Regions from separate parts of the Mus musculus genome. Here region 2 is linked to region 1. A link is a contact called in public promoter capture Hi-C data. All regions are on one chromosome and are shown on one strand. Each heading gives the region's core, a stretch centred on a gene start, on an enhancer-like site or on the middle of the called end of the contact. The rest is flanking DNA. Distances are from core to core; before and after follow the strand shown. Region 1 holds the start of Tbc1d9b (TBC1 domain family, member 9B). Region 2 holds the start of Col23a1 (collagen, type XXIII, alpha 1).

What was found. Promoter capture Hi-C pulls out the DNA fragments that hold promoters and counts their contacts.
Region 2: a promoter capture Hi-C map of liver shows a contact between it and region 1, with 2.4 times the contacts expected there. The contact joins the promoter of Col23a1 here to the promoter of Tbc1d9b in region 1. A contact is called at or near these places in 2 of 39 promoter capture datasets (the C10 cell line and liver) and 1 of 115 datasets of contacts at active chromatin or transcription factors (large pre-B cells).

The regions. Positions count from the first base shown.
Region 1 is chr11:50,129,605-50,132,745 of GRCm38.p6, reverse strand. It overlaps Tbc1d9b (TBC1 domain family, member 9B), which reads right to left and starts at 1,386. Exons shown (of 22, transcript NM_001290760.1): 1 at 1,190-1,386. The coding sequence starts at 1,307.
Region 2 is chr11:51,287,841-51,291,244 of GRCm38.p6, reverse strand. Col23a1 (collagen, type XXIII, alpha 1) reads right to left here and starts at 1,325. Exons shown (of 29, transcript NM_153393.2): 1 at 858-1,325. The coding sequence starts at 1,118.

The DNA.
Region 1 (3,141 bases), core at 137-2,636:
ATGAATCTCTTAGGTATACAGTGCTCAGGAGGCTGTGATGGCCCAATGGCCATGGCAGGCTGCACAAACCTGGCTCAATGTGATTTGGAATTCACAGAATGGCTGGCACCGTAGTCTGGACGCTCAGCCTTGAGAGGCGGGAGGCGGTTGGACACAGATGAATGCTAGAACAAAAGGGACTTGTCCCACGGTGCCCTGTGTTCCTCAGTGGCCTTATGGTAGCTTCCAAGGTTGATCACTGGGCTGTTCAAGAGGGCTGCTACCTAACTCTCAATAAACATTGGGTCCTGGAGCCAGGCCTAGCATCAACTCCAGTCATCTCTTGGCCCTCCGGGAAGGAGCCTGATTGTGGAAGGGAACATTGAGTTTTCTTGGAAAAGGTACAGTCCCTTCCACATTAAGAAGTGTAGCTCATGAGATGCTGGCAGCTGATGTCACCTAGGTGAGGCCACCAACTGCATCTGCAGGACTGTCAGCTGCCACCCTGCAAAACCAGGGCATTCACAGAAAATTCACTTTCCATATTGAAAGATCTGGCACCCAGAAGGGTCCACGTACAGGGGTCTGCTGCAGGGCCGGATCTGGAGTACTTGACAAGCCCTGGGACACACGGGGCTTCCAACAAGTCCTGCTGAATAGATTCCCACAATGCCACATGTCACACAAAGTCAGAGGCTCCCACTCCAGCTGCTTCTGTGTGAGTGGTAGTGCTCAGATACCCGAGAGGCACCCGGGGTAGCTCTGAGGGACACTTCATATATACCGATAAATATGCAAAAACAAGCTTTGAATTGGGAGCTCTGACGGCATCAAGTGAGGAGAGACCGGAGGAAGGGGAGGTCAGGGCATCTTTGGTCTTCGCCAAGAGGCAACTCTTCAGTGAACTAGGAGTAAAGAGGGCAAAAGGAAACGTGTGCTTATGCCACTTGGTCCCTCAGAGGCAGCTGGAGAAACTGAGGCAGAGGGCGAGCTGGGGAACCCTGCTGGCTTCTGGTTGCTATGTGACTTTACAGGACTGTGCACACGTCCCGGCGGAGGCCACTGGTGTCCTTCCCCTGCTGCCTGTCCCGGGATCGTCCTCCCCACCCGCCTTCCGACCCCCCTGTGCCGCTGCGCGTGCCCGCGGGTCGCGTCCTGCTGCCCCGCCAGGCCCGGTGCGCACAGGCCCGGCCGCCCGCGCCCCGCTCACCCGTGAGGCCTCCGCCCTTGCCGTGGCCTCGGCGCCGCTGCAGCACGAAGAAGGGGTTGGCCCGCTCCGTCACCCATAGCGCGTTAGCCACCAGCACCTCCTCGGGCCCGAGCCACATCCCGCGGCCGCTCGCACCGGGCCAGAGCCCGTGAGGCGGAAGCGCGCGCCGCCGTCGCCGCGCCCGAGCCGAGCCGAGAGGAGCCGAGAGGCTGGGGCGGGGTCGAGACGTCGGCCCGAAGGTTGGCTCCCCCTAGCGGCCGCGCTGGCTCACAGCGTCGCCCTCCTCGACCTCTCCTGGCCTGGCAGTCCCCTCCAGCCCTGCTGCCGCTGTCCAGTTTGGAGGGGATCGCATGCTCTCTGCCTACTGTGCAGCCCAGGCGAGTTAATGTGGCAAAAAGCGTCTGGAGAAGGGTACAGCAGCGCCTGGTCAGCCTCGGGATTTTGACTCAAGTCTAAGGTTGGGATCCTCAAGAGCCCAGTTGTCAGGAAGCGCAGCTGGTGCCCTTTGAAATAAGTGCGCTCACCCCATCTGACAGATGGATTGGGGTGGCCTTGAGGCTGAGGTCACAGATGAGCACTTAATTTTTTTCATAAGCGTACAGCAGTATGATCTAGGGGCGCAGTGCCCTGCTCTTACCTCTCCTGGCCTGAAGGCGGCAGTCTCTGACAGTACAAATTCACCTTCAGATCCCAGCCCAGGGCTTCTGCCACTGAACCATGAAGCAAAACTAGCTACTGCGGGCTCTGTGAACTAGAGCCCGGTTAAACAATTAGGAACAAGATAGTTTCTGACTCAAAGGTGCAAATGACTCCGCCTGGACAAAAGGGGCGGACCATATTTATTTTGGTAAAGGCTAGGGAGACAGCTGTATGAGCTGTCCCCATGTCACCTGGACATGGCAGGAGGGTAAAAGGAAGGAGAGATAAATTCATTCTGGGAGGTTTGAGCAGATGTAATGGGTGACAGCCAGAGTGAGCCACAACCTTCTGAAACGCGGCTTGTGACTCAGCTTTCAAGACATGGCTTTCCTTACAACTTTGAAGTACAATATACTCCGGTTATCCTGACAGAGTACACAGCAACCAGTCAGTCTGGCTGTCCATCATCTTACTCCATGAGGGAGTGAGTATGATATCCATGTATGAAACATAACTAAACTCATCATCTCTCAGATACTGGATTCTCAGCCCATTGTATTAATGTGTCCTGATAGTAAGTCCTCAATGAGGACTTTGGACGCGCAGACGAATGCTGCTGTGCTCTCTGGAGAAGTCTACCCTCAAGATTTCGGAAGTAAGCCAGGCATGGTGGTAGACACCTTTACCCCAGGACTTGGGAGGCAGAGGCAGGTATATCTCTGTGAAGTTGAGACCAGCATGGTTTACCTAGCAAGTTCTAGACCAAAAATAATTTAGAAGTAGTGGACTGAGGGATGGCTCAGCAAAAGATGGAGATTGGGGGGGGGGGGGTTACAGCTCCAGGGGATCTGATACTCTCTTCTGGCTGCTGAAATTAACAGCAATAGCATTCACTCATGGATGCACACACACATATACACAGAGATAGAGACAGAGATAGATAGATAGAGAGAGATGGATGGATAGATAGATAGATAGATAGATAGATAGATGGATGGATGGATGGATGGATAGATGGATGGATGGATGGATGGATGGATGGATAGATAGATGGATGGATAGATAGAAATCTACAAAAAATTTAATTTGGAAGAATGATAATAATTTTATAAAAAGCATTTGGAAGTACCTGAGAACCAGTGAGATGCCTGACTTTGATCTCAGAGCCCACATGGTAGGAGAAAAACAGCTCCTGCAAGTTCCTTTGACTTCTAAGTAAAATAAAATAATAATTAACTAAATAAATGTAATTTAAGAACTGCAAGTATTTGTTCCACCTTGGAGCGCAATAAAGGATCGTCTATCCTTATTTC
Region 2 (3,404 bases), core at 76-2,575, 1.2 Mb before region 1:
ATGACCTCAAACTCAGAGATCCTCATGCCTCTGCCTCCAAAGTGCTGGGATTAAAGGCGCTCATCAATATGCCCAATGGTTGGCATTTATTTATTTATTTATTTATTTATTTATTTATTTATTTATTTTCGTTCTGAAGCCCAGGCTGGACCTGCATCTCAACTATATAGTTTAAGCCAGCCCCCAACTTGTAGAGAGATTCACACAATTCAGCCTCCTAAATTCTGGAATTACAGATGCCACCAGGGCAGGCTCAAAACAGGAGTCTTAACCCTCGGAAAACAAACCTAAGACGCTTTGGGGGTGGCCTGTAGAGATCACCACCCAGCCAAACGCGCACAGAGGCAGCTAGCTCAGCTGTGTCCTAGTCTTCGATGCACAGTTTTAGTGGGCCAGCTAAGGAACACAGCACATCTAGGCCAGAGCCGCTCCCAACCTAACCTTCCCGGACACAGAGGAAGGGCTGGCCTGAGCCTTGAGGTGGTCCGGACTGTTTCAGGCAGACTAGCCGTGGGAACGCAAGAGCCTCATTAGTATCTCCAGCGCTGGAGAGCAGGCAGAGGCTGTGGGTCTGAGCACACACTTCAGTAGAGACTCCGCACTCAGGACTGTTGTTACCCCAAGGTCTTTCTTTACCATAGCCCCTTAGTGTTACCTAAACAGCCCTTTAAGTTGTTTTTCCTGCAGAAGCAAGTCCCGGCACAGAAGCTGGACAGCAGGACCCTTCCCCACCAGCGACCCCAGTGCAATCCACTAGGTGAGTCCTGCTCCTGAAGGTGACGATCAACGCCGCCCCCGCAGCCCTACACCCCCTCGTGAAGCGGGACATCCCCCGGCCGGCGATCGCGCGCCCTCACCTCCCGTAACAGGCGCTCCAGGTGCGTTTCGGCCCAGGCGGCCAGGGCTCCGGACGGCCCCGCATGCCGCAACAGCTCGCGCTCCTGCTCCAGCGCCGCCACTCGGCCATGCAGGGCGGCCGCCTGGGCTCCCAACAGGAGACAGGCGGCCGCAGAGCCCACCGACAGCAGCAGGCACAGCGCGCTCAGCGCCCGCGACCCGCAGCCCGCTCCGGGGTCCTGCGCGCCTCCTCCGCCCGCCGCGCGCTCGCCCGCGCCCATGGCGACCCGCCGGCTCTGCGTCGGCGCTGCGGCCCGGGGCGGCTCCAGGTCGGCGGCTGCGGGGCTCCGCGTCCGGGTGGCCGCGGATCGCGCACGCCCCCCTAGCCGCCCGCTCAGACTCAGCGGCCACTGCGGGCAGTTCCTTCTATGCAAATAGACCCCGCCAGAAAAGGCGCGGGGACCCACCCAGGGGAGGAGCGGCCGGACGGGGAGGGCGGGGGTGGTGGTGGGGGCCTGGCGCTCATCAGCTCCTCGCAGTCCGGGCCCTCGCCTAGCGGGTCCCGGAGCGCGAGCCTCTGTACCCCGCCGGTGCCACCCGAGGCACCCTATGCGGCCGGGCTCGGCTCTGTCGCAGGCCGCCTGAGGTTGAGGCACTCACTGTTCGAGCCTTGGGAGTGTTCCCCAAGCTTGTAGATTGACCTTTCTGACACTTGCAAAGCAAAACTTGGAACTCTGTGGGAAAGTTAGAGGTTCTTTCTAGACGGTAGCTGAGCGCCGCTTGGTGGCCAAAAGCGACCCCTGCGGGTGTGCGCAGGAAGACTTGGTAACCGAGAATCAAAGAGAAAGAGAAACAAAGGAAGGAAAGAGGAAAACTAGTGAGAGGAATGTGGAAGGAAAGAGAGAAATAAGGAGAATAAGAGACAAGGAAGGAGGCAAACTAGGCACCTCTTATAGTCAATGTTCACCATAGCAACTCAGGCATGGACACTAGACAAAAAAGCTCATACTTCTTTCCTGAACCAGAGGGAGCAGTTAGTTCAGGAAGCAGACAAAAAACAAATGGGAAAAGTGTCTAAAACTTGGTATACCTTGAATTCTGCAGGGACAGACTTAGCCCAAACCCAAATCTGGAATGCATCATACTGACTTGTCTTAACCACAGTTACATTAGGACACCAATCGGGCCCAAAGAGAAAGCCATCCACTTACAGGGATGGCCAGAGAGGCTGAAGTTGGAATCCAGGTTTTAGCTGCCAGGGCCCCCACAAGGCATATTTATACCTCAAAACTGGTCTCAAGTAACTGTCACATTAACTCCTGGGACACCCTTTCGAGAAGAGTCAGTCCTGAGTTTGGAGCCTGGTAAGGGGCACACGTGATGGAGTGGGTTTTAGATAATTTTCCACCTTCCCTTCTGACTCTCCTGTGGCTGTCTTCTTAATTTCTGTGGCTGCATTATCCATTCTGTATTCTTAAAGCCTGTTGAGACCCAGCAACACTCCTACTCCCCTAATTAAAAGGGAAATCACCCAGCTGGCAAGACCCTCTGAACTAAAACTTCCTGGGGTTGGAGGCTGTGGCCTCAGGTAAAGTGGAGTTTCTGGTAGTGGTTATAAAGTCTTGGCCCTGTGTGAAAACTGTGCCTGTGCCCAACAAATATTCTGAAAACCTCTTGCCAAGCAAACCTGACAGTCTACTGAAGTCTCTGAAAAGACGCCAACACCGTATTACAAGTTAGCACCCATTCTCACTACCCATTACCTACCAGTGTTAGTGTTAATGGGTACTGTTTCATTCTAGAAGCGTCTGTGTATTGAACAGGGCGATTGCTCCCTGGGTCTTTATTCTTGTCAGATACCTATGTGGATTAGCCTTCCTCCCAGACTGTGAAGAGCAAGCGCCTAATCCTGAAGTCAAGGTTTCCAGAGCCTGTCCCAGACTGCCCAATCTGAGGTGGCCTCGTTCTCAGTCCCCTTCATGATTAATCAGGAGATGGGGACATCTGTCCTAGTTACCTTTTAACTGTATCCTCTTGTTTCAGGCACCGCTGTCTTCTTACAGAACACTATCTGGCCTATAGCCGACGTTCAATAAACACTGGGTAAGTGAATCGAGATGAGAAATATGTTTACCATCTGCAGTTCTCAGTTGGAAAGGCAGGAAAGAAAACACTCAGTTACTTGTCAATTGGGGTCCTAGAAGGAAAGGCGGCATCCTCAGAACAGGTGATTGAAGCCAGCTTGATGGTAGACAGACTTCATGGTGGCAAGGAGGGAAACCAGCAGGAGGTAGGGGGTTGGGGGTGGCGAGCACCCTCTGGCTCACAGTAGTAGGAAGCCCTTATCCCTAGCTGAACTAGTGAGAGAAGCCTGCTGGGCAGCCTGTGGAAAGTCAGGTACTATAAGAAGTCTGCTCACCAGGAGCTGTGACCTTTGGTTGCTGAGATCCAGCCTCAGCAAACCACGGCTTGGTGGGGGAAGGGGTTGGGAGAAGAAATTCTCTCTCTTGCTGATGACCTCCACTGGCTGAACCTACAGGTCAGGAGCTCAGGAATCAAACTGTAGA